Regions from separate parts of the Drosophila melanogaster genome. Here region 1 is linked to region 2. A link is a contact called in public Hi-C data. All regions are on one chromosome and are shown on one strand. The core of a region is the stretch at or near the end of the contact, and the rest is flanking DNA. Distances in the headings are between cores, read along the strand shown.

Region 1 (3,043 bases), core at 108-2,607, 910 kb after region 2:
GCTCATTTCGGTGTGGATAATTGTTTGGTTCTCGATGCGGATAGGATTCCAGTGGGGTTGGGTTTGCTTTTGACTTTGCCTTTGGCTTTGGGTGCCAACGAATGCTGGTTAGTATGCCGGACCAGGTCGATCGCTTCTGGTTGGGAAGGGGGTGCATTGATGATTATTTGCATTTCGCATTCCTCGGATCTATTCAAACCATTGTCACTGCGCGGCATTTCAATTGCGACTTTGACTTTGATGTTCTGTGCATAGTAATGGGATGGTGCAGTGGAACTGCTTCAATTGGAACTACTTTTTGCCAGAAGGAGTGGAATCCAAAACGTAAAAGGGTTTACAAAAAGTTTTTGGGTAAAATTTGTTAGTAACAACTATTTCAATATTGTTCTTAGTTTCGAAAGTACATCTACAGTAAAGTGAAACCTTTAAGGACAACAAGTAGCTTTCCCTCTTAAAGAGCTTAAGTTCATGCTGTGCAATAATGACTGTATGTGCACTTCAACTCACCCAGTGAGAACAACATGGCGTATACTTGATTGATGCTTCACTCTGCTCAGATAATGCCTGTTTCAATACCGCCTGCTCTTATCTTTAGCAGCAATTAGTGACTTTAAAGCGATGACGATGGGTTTTTCGCGATTACTTCTGATTTTCGTGGCTACTGCCACGCACTTTACTCTACTTGTTGAACAAACTGCTTAAAATGCAGGAAGCTGGGCCTTCCATATGGAGGAAAAGCCGTGGAAATTCTGCACAGGCTGCGTGGGCGTGAAAGCCCTAAAGCCCCGCCCACTCTGCCGCACTTGGCCATTTCATTTGGCATTTCCACGAGCTTTTCGTTGGAAGCTCAGAACTGTAAACGCCGAAGCACACATGCAAACAAACTTTCGGGCTCACACCACTGTAGAAAAACCACTTGTTGGATATTATATTAATGGAAAGCCACAACCAAATTATAACTGTTTGTAAACTACATTTAAAGACGTAGTTGAAATAGAAACAGGTAAACTTACAGATTTGAAATGAATCAGTAATCCAATAATGTGTTTTGTTTGGAATATTTCCAAAATGTCTTCAACGGAAGAGGCAAGAACACAAACAGAAACGGCACAAACACAAAGAGATAATTTGGCAGCATAAGAGAGCGGAATGCTGTGCGAATTTACTACGTCAGCATTATTATTAACAAGTTAAACTTAAAGCGGCACATTCATTGATACTTAATTTAGTACAGCAAGTCAAGGACACGGTCAAACTTTCACTATCAAAGGGTTTTAAACTGTAACTCGATCTGTTAACCGCTTCGATTTTCTGTTTACTCATTTGGAAAAAAGCGGGACAACCAGGGATGCGAGAATCATACTGTAGCTGCGTGTGCTGAAAAAATAGTGTGCATTTAATATACGTTCACATGATGATAGAAAGTACTGACTGTGTGAGTTTTAATTTTAAAAATTTACAAACTTTATATTCATATTTAACTAGAGCTTGGAAAACATTTACTTCGAGACCCTGGATTCCCTTATGCCGCCAGTGTGGCCCATTGAGCACGACTGAAACACGCTAACGCCTTTAGCTCGGCAGCACTGGCAGCTCCAACAAAAAGCTTCAATTTAAAATAATATTTAGGTAGTCCCACAATAAATGCTAACAAAATGCTCTCCAACCTGGTGGTGACCAAGCAGAAAGTGGTCCTCGTAATAGGTGAGTACACACTGACTACCCCATCGTCTGCCAAATAATGCGACCACCAATCTCCCGCCTCATCCACAGATGAGCTAAATCGGGAGCGCATTGCCCCCAAGTTCATCGGCAGTCTGCTGCACGAGCAGGGACAGGGGGCGGATACCATCAAGGCCCTGCCCACCGGCGTCAGCCTTAAGCACGTGGCCACCTTCGAGGCACTGATCGACAAGTACGCCAACAACAACACTGGGAGTACTACGGATTCCAACTCCACTGGCTTTAACGTCATCCTGCCAACATTGGCAGACCTGCTGTGCTACCAGACGCCTGCTTTCATATTTGGCTTCCTCAACCGCCTACGCCGCTCGGACAATGTGCGTCGGGTTTTCCTTTGGGCCTCCCCGCAGCACCTGCAGGATCCGCATGCCGACTACATCCTGGCTGGCTGCGAGTACCTGGCCGAGCTGGTCCTCCGACTGGAATCGGACAAACTACTCTCGCTGATATCACGCAAGCCGGGCGGAGGGGTGTCCAACAGGCGCTACTCCTGCGAAGTCAGCAAAACCCAGTTCAAGGTGACGCCGCTGGACGGAGGACTGCCTGCAGGTGCCTCCCCCAAGCAGCCCTCGCCCGAGGCGGAGCAGACCACAGAGCCGGCCAGCAGCACCTTCAAAATCGAGCTTGACGAGGATGAAGTGTTGGCCCGCAATGCACTCACCCTGCCATACGAACGGTGAGTGGTAACCATTCTCTATGCGTTACATCTCCTTATTGATATGTTCGTATATATGATAGCACATCCGAGCCGTCTGAGGGAAACATAATATACACGCCCGATGCCGACGACGATTTCGACGAGGAGGATCCGGACGAGGATCTGTGCATCTAGGCTGCCCGCCAGCAGCGAACGGCAGTACAAATAGCCTTGGCTTTAAGTCTCCTTAAGTCTAACCTACTAAAACCATAAAATACCTGGAATTCCGGCCCCAAAGTTCCGCCTAGGGGTGTGTTCAACCTCGCCAGAGGAGCAGAATGAATCTTTGAACGACCACTTAGTACACGTAGAATTGCTCATTTATTTTGGATAACTTGATATGTGAATCAAAAAATCGAAGAAACTTGTGAATACATACAACTGATTCAATTGCTATCTGGTGGTGCCCTAGCTTATGACTTAGTTAAGGAATTTCATCTAGCTAACCTTATGTACAGTTAACTCTCGATTACCTCCACGATATTTGGCTGCAATGCGATCTTTTGGTGTCCAGTGCGTGGCGTATTTACAAGGCGTTCAACCTAACTAACTTAACTAGTTCCAAAGTGCTACTATGCTCTATTGATATGAAAATCAAATACA
Region 2 (2,948 bases), core at 224-2,723:
ACCAGACGCATGCCCTTTGTGCCCCTGTGTGCGTGAGCCTCTCTCTCCTGCTCAACGCGAGCGGGTGTGTGTGTGTGTGCGCGCGTTAGAGGAGTTCTTCAGTGGAGAGCACTGTCACCCCTCCACGAATTGTATTTTGTTTTTGGGGGACGGCAATCACAAACACAACGAGCTTCCCAGAAATCGCCTCCAATTTGATTTGGCCAAACGAGAATTCGCGGAATAGCTCAAGCGCTCTATTGATAGTCAAAGGAAAGCGTTTTTGGGGAAAGGTATGGCAGAATAACAAGCATAAATATGCCAAATACAGGCCAATACACACGCACGAACTCACACACACACGCGTTCGATGGAGAATGCAAAGTAAAGTGCAGCAGGTGTGCGTGTATGTGTGTTGGTGCTATTCTGTTTGTACATTCTTTTCCATGGGTTTTTGTTTTTGGCCAAAGCCTGGCTGTTAAAGCAACAACTGCAACAACAACAGCACTGACACACAATACACACGCACACACGTAAAGCTCGCCGCTGCACTGGTGTTGGTGGTGGAGGCATCTGCAGAAGCCTTTTGCGCACTCATCACATTTTCGTGGAAATCGGAGCGCCAAGGAGCTGTGGAAAGGTGTATACTCCGCATCCGTTGCGAATCCTTGGCGAATCGAACTGTGCCACAATCATTCGTCCAGTTTGTAACCAGTTTTCAGTGCAGTCGCAGTTGTTGTTGCCAATTACCTTGTAGAAGCGATGCCATTGCGGCCCCTTGTCCTTGTACTCCGCCTCGATTTGCAGACGGGCAGCGGCCGCCGACCCACTCCCACTCGTTTTCTGCTCGCTCATTGTGCACACTTTGCTGCGATTTGTTCCGATTTAATAACTTTTAATTTGGTTATCAGGCGGCTGGTTAATTTCAGAGGAGAACTAGAGCTGGACAACTCACGACAGTGTCGATGTATCGAATATTTGAGCTTGCGAAATACTATCGGTATTTGCAGTGCGATACCGAGTGATAGTTCGATTGTACATCACTATATTGATCGCATTACATATTATATTCTCTTATGGTGATTCCTATTTACAAATGCAAGCCAAACACAATATATTGTATCTGCGACATTATTATTCTGAAATATTAGTTACGTCTATCGATATTTTCACCATCAAATAATGTGACCAGGCGCTGTAGAGCAATAGAACACATACTGAAACTAAAGTGCTTGCGCAGAAATTAGAACTTTACTGAAACATAATATAACATTCGGGATAAGTTTTCTATAATTTATATAAAATTAAATACTTAACTAAAGACATAACAATATAAAAACAATTGAAATAAAATATTTTAAATAAAAATAAAATAAAAAAAATAAAATAAAATATTTTAAAAGTAAAATAGAAAAATTCTGATAAGAAAATTGGGTTCAAATACTTTAAAATACCGATATTACAATCGCTCATCGTTGACCAGTGTTATCGAGTAATACCAAAAGTATCGAATCAACAACTGTTACCCAATTTATTAATAACAACAGAAAGAAGCCAAAGCAAAATGCTGACCCGCGTGTTCCGCCTAGTGCACGACAGGCGCCTGAGTGTGCCTGTCCTGCGTTGCTTCCACCACGAGTTCTCCAAGCCGCCACAACAGGCAGCGAAGGGCCAGGAAATCGAAGGCAATCCCGAAAAGACTTTGGTTGCCGGCGTGCAAGACAAGTACAAAATATTCCGCGATGAGGAAGCCACGGAGATTTTTGATGTGGAAGAGGCACGCCACCAGGAGCAGCAACTTCCAGAGCCGGACCTGGAGCTGGATCACTATTACGGCCTCAATTTAAAGCGTAGGTTGGCAATCGTCCAGGGAGAGCAGAAATTTAAGCCTTTGTTTCCCTTTGCAGGAGGTGTTCGCGGAGTGTTCGACGTTGAGGACTTGGTGGAGCTGCTCCGCAAGGAGAATGTGGACGACATATTCGTCTGCTACGTGCCGGAGAACCTGAAGTACGTTGACCACCTGGTGGTTTGCAGTGGTCGCAGTTACCGACACATGCTGTCCACCGCGGAGTTCGTGCGCCGAATGTTCAAGATCAAGCGGGGCAAGGGTGACATATTGCCGCGCATCGAGGGCGATAAGAGCCGGGATTGGATGGCCATGGACTTGGGTGGGTATTGAAATAAATGCATATTCCGGTTTCTCCGCTCTAACACGTTCCGTTTCCTTTTAGGCAACATTGCCCTGCACATATTTTCACCGAGTGCTCGCGAGGAATACGATCTGGAGTCGCTGTGGGCCATTGGCTCCGAATTCGACCGCGAAAGCCAAAAACCCACCAATCCCTATGGCGATATTTTCATGGCTCAAACACCCCTTTCTTTCGTAGACAAATCGAAACTAAAGACGTAAAATAATACATTTCACTATTAATAAAAAAAAACTCTTTAGAGCTGCGTACGTGCGAGATCACTTGCAGTGTGATTTGGAAAAACAATAAGGTATGAATAAATATTTCGTGTCAGACTTGTTATTCTCGTGTCACGGCCAAAATAACTATGCGATCGCCCATCTCTAGTTTCTTACTGGGTGCATTCGCTCAGGCAGCCATCTTTAAAATAACTGTAATTTTTATTAACATCGAGCTCTAATAGGGCAATAATAGCCATAATCCGTCAGAATATGACAGCAGTATTTCCAAACAGGAGCTAAATTCTTTTGTAGATGGCCAAGCGACGCTAGCGCCACCTATTTCTGAAAATCTGATAATAACAAGTGCGCACTAAAGTATACTGCAAAAAATGAAAATAACTCTTCTTTTCAGAGAATAAAGGCAGATTCCCTTATATCTATGAAATGTCACAATCAAATTGTTATATATTTGATATGTGATGTATTTTAATTTGTCTTTATCGAATATTGTCGGTATATCTGGTTGTAGCAACGCGTCGGAACATTTTCTCCATTCAAC

The links. A called contact is a pair of places that touch in the nucleus more often than the background predicts.
Region 1: a contact with region 2 is called in a Hi-C map of the Kc167 cell line, with 2.1 times the contacts expected there. A contact is called at or near these places in 5 of 107 Hi-C or Micro-C datasets (the Kc167 cell line, the S2 cell line and ovary).

What each region holds. Positions count from the first base shown.
Region 1 is chr3L:2,256,099-2,259,141 of dm6, forward strand. Elp5 (Elongator complex protein 5) reads left to right here and starts at 1,358. Exons shown (of 4, transcript NM_001274393.1): 1 at 1,358-1,433; 2 at 1,486-1,704; 3 at 1,774-2,419; 4 at 2,482-2,824. The coding sequence starts at 1,656. The coding sequence ends at 2,575. It overlaps CG1275, which reads right to left and starts at 1,325. Exons shown (of 4, transcript NM_206241.3): 1 at 1,014-1,325. It overlaps oxt (peptide O-xylosyltransferase), which reads right to left. Exons shown (of 3, transcript NM_139448.4): 3 at 2,741-3,043.
Region 2 is chr3L:1,349,643-1,352,590 of dm6, forward strand. It overlaps CG9166, which reads left to right and starts at 1,474. Exons shown (of 3, transcript NM_138261.3): 1 at 1,474-1,829; 2 at 1,887-2,147; 3 at 2,211-2,948. The coding sequence starts at 1,544. The coding sequence ends at 2,389. All of the region lies in intron 3 of Ptp61F (Protein tyrosine phosphatase 61F), which reads right to left.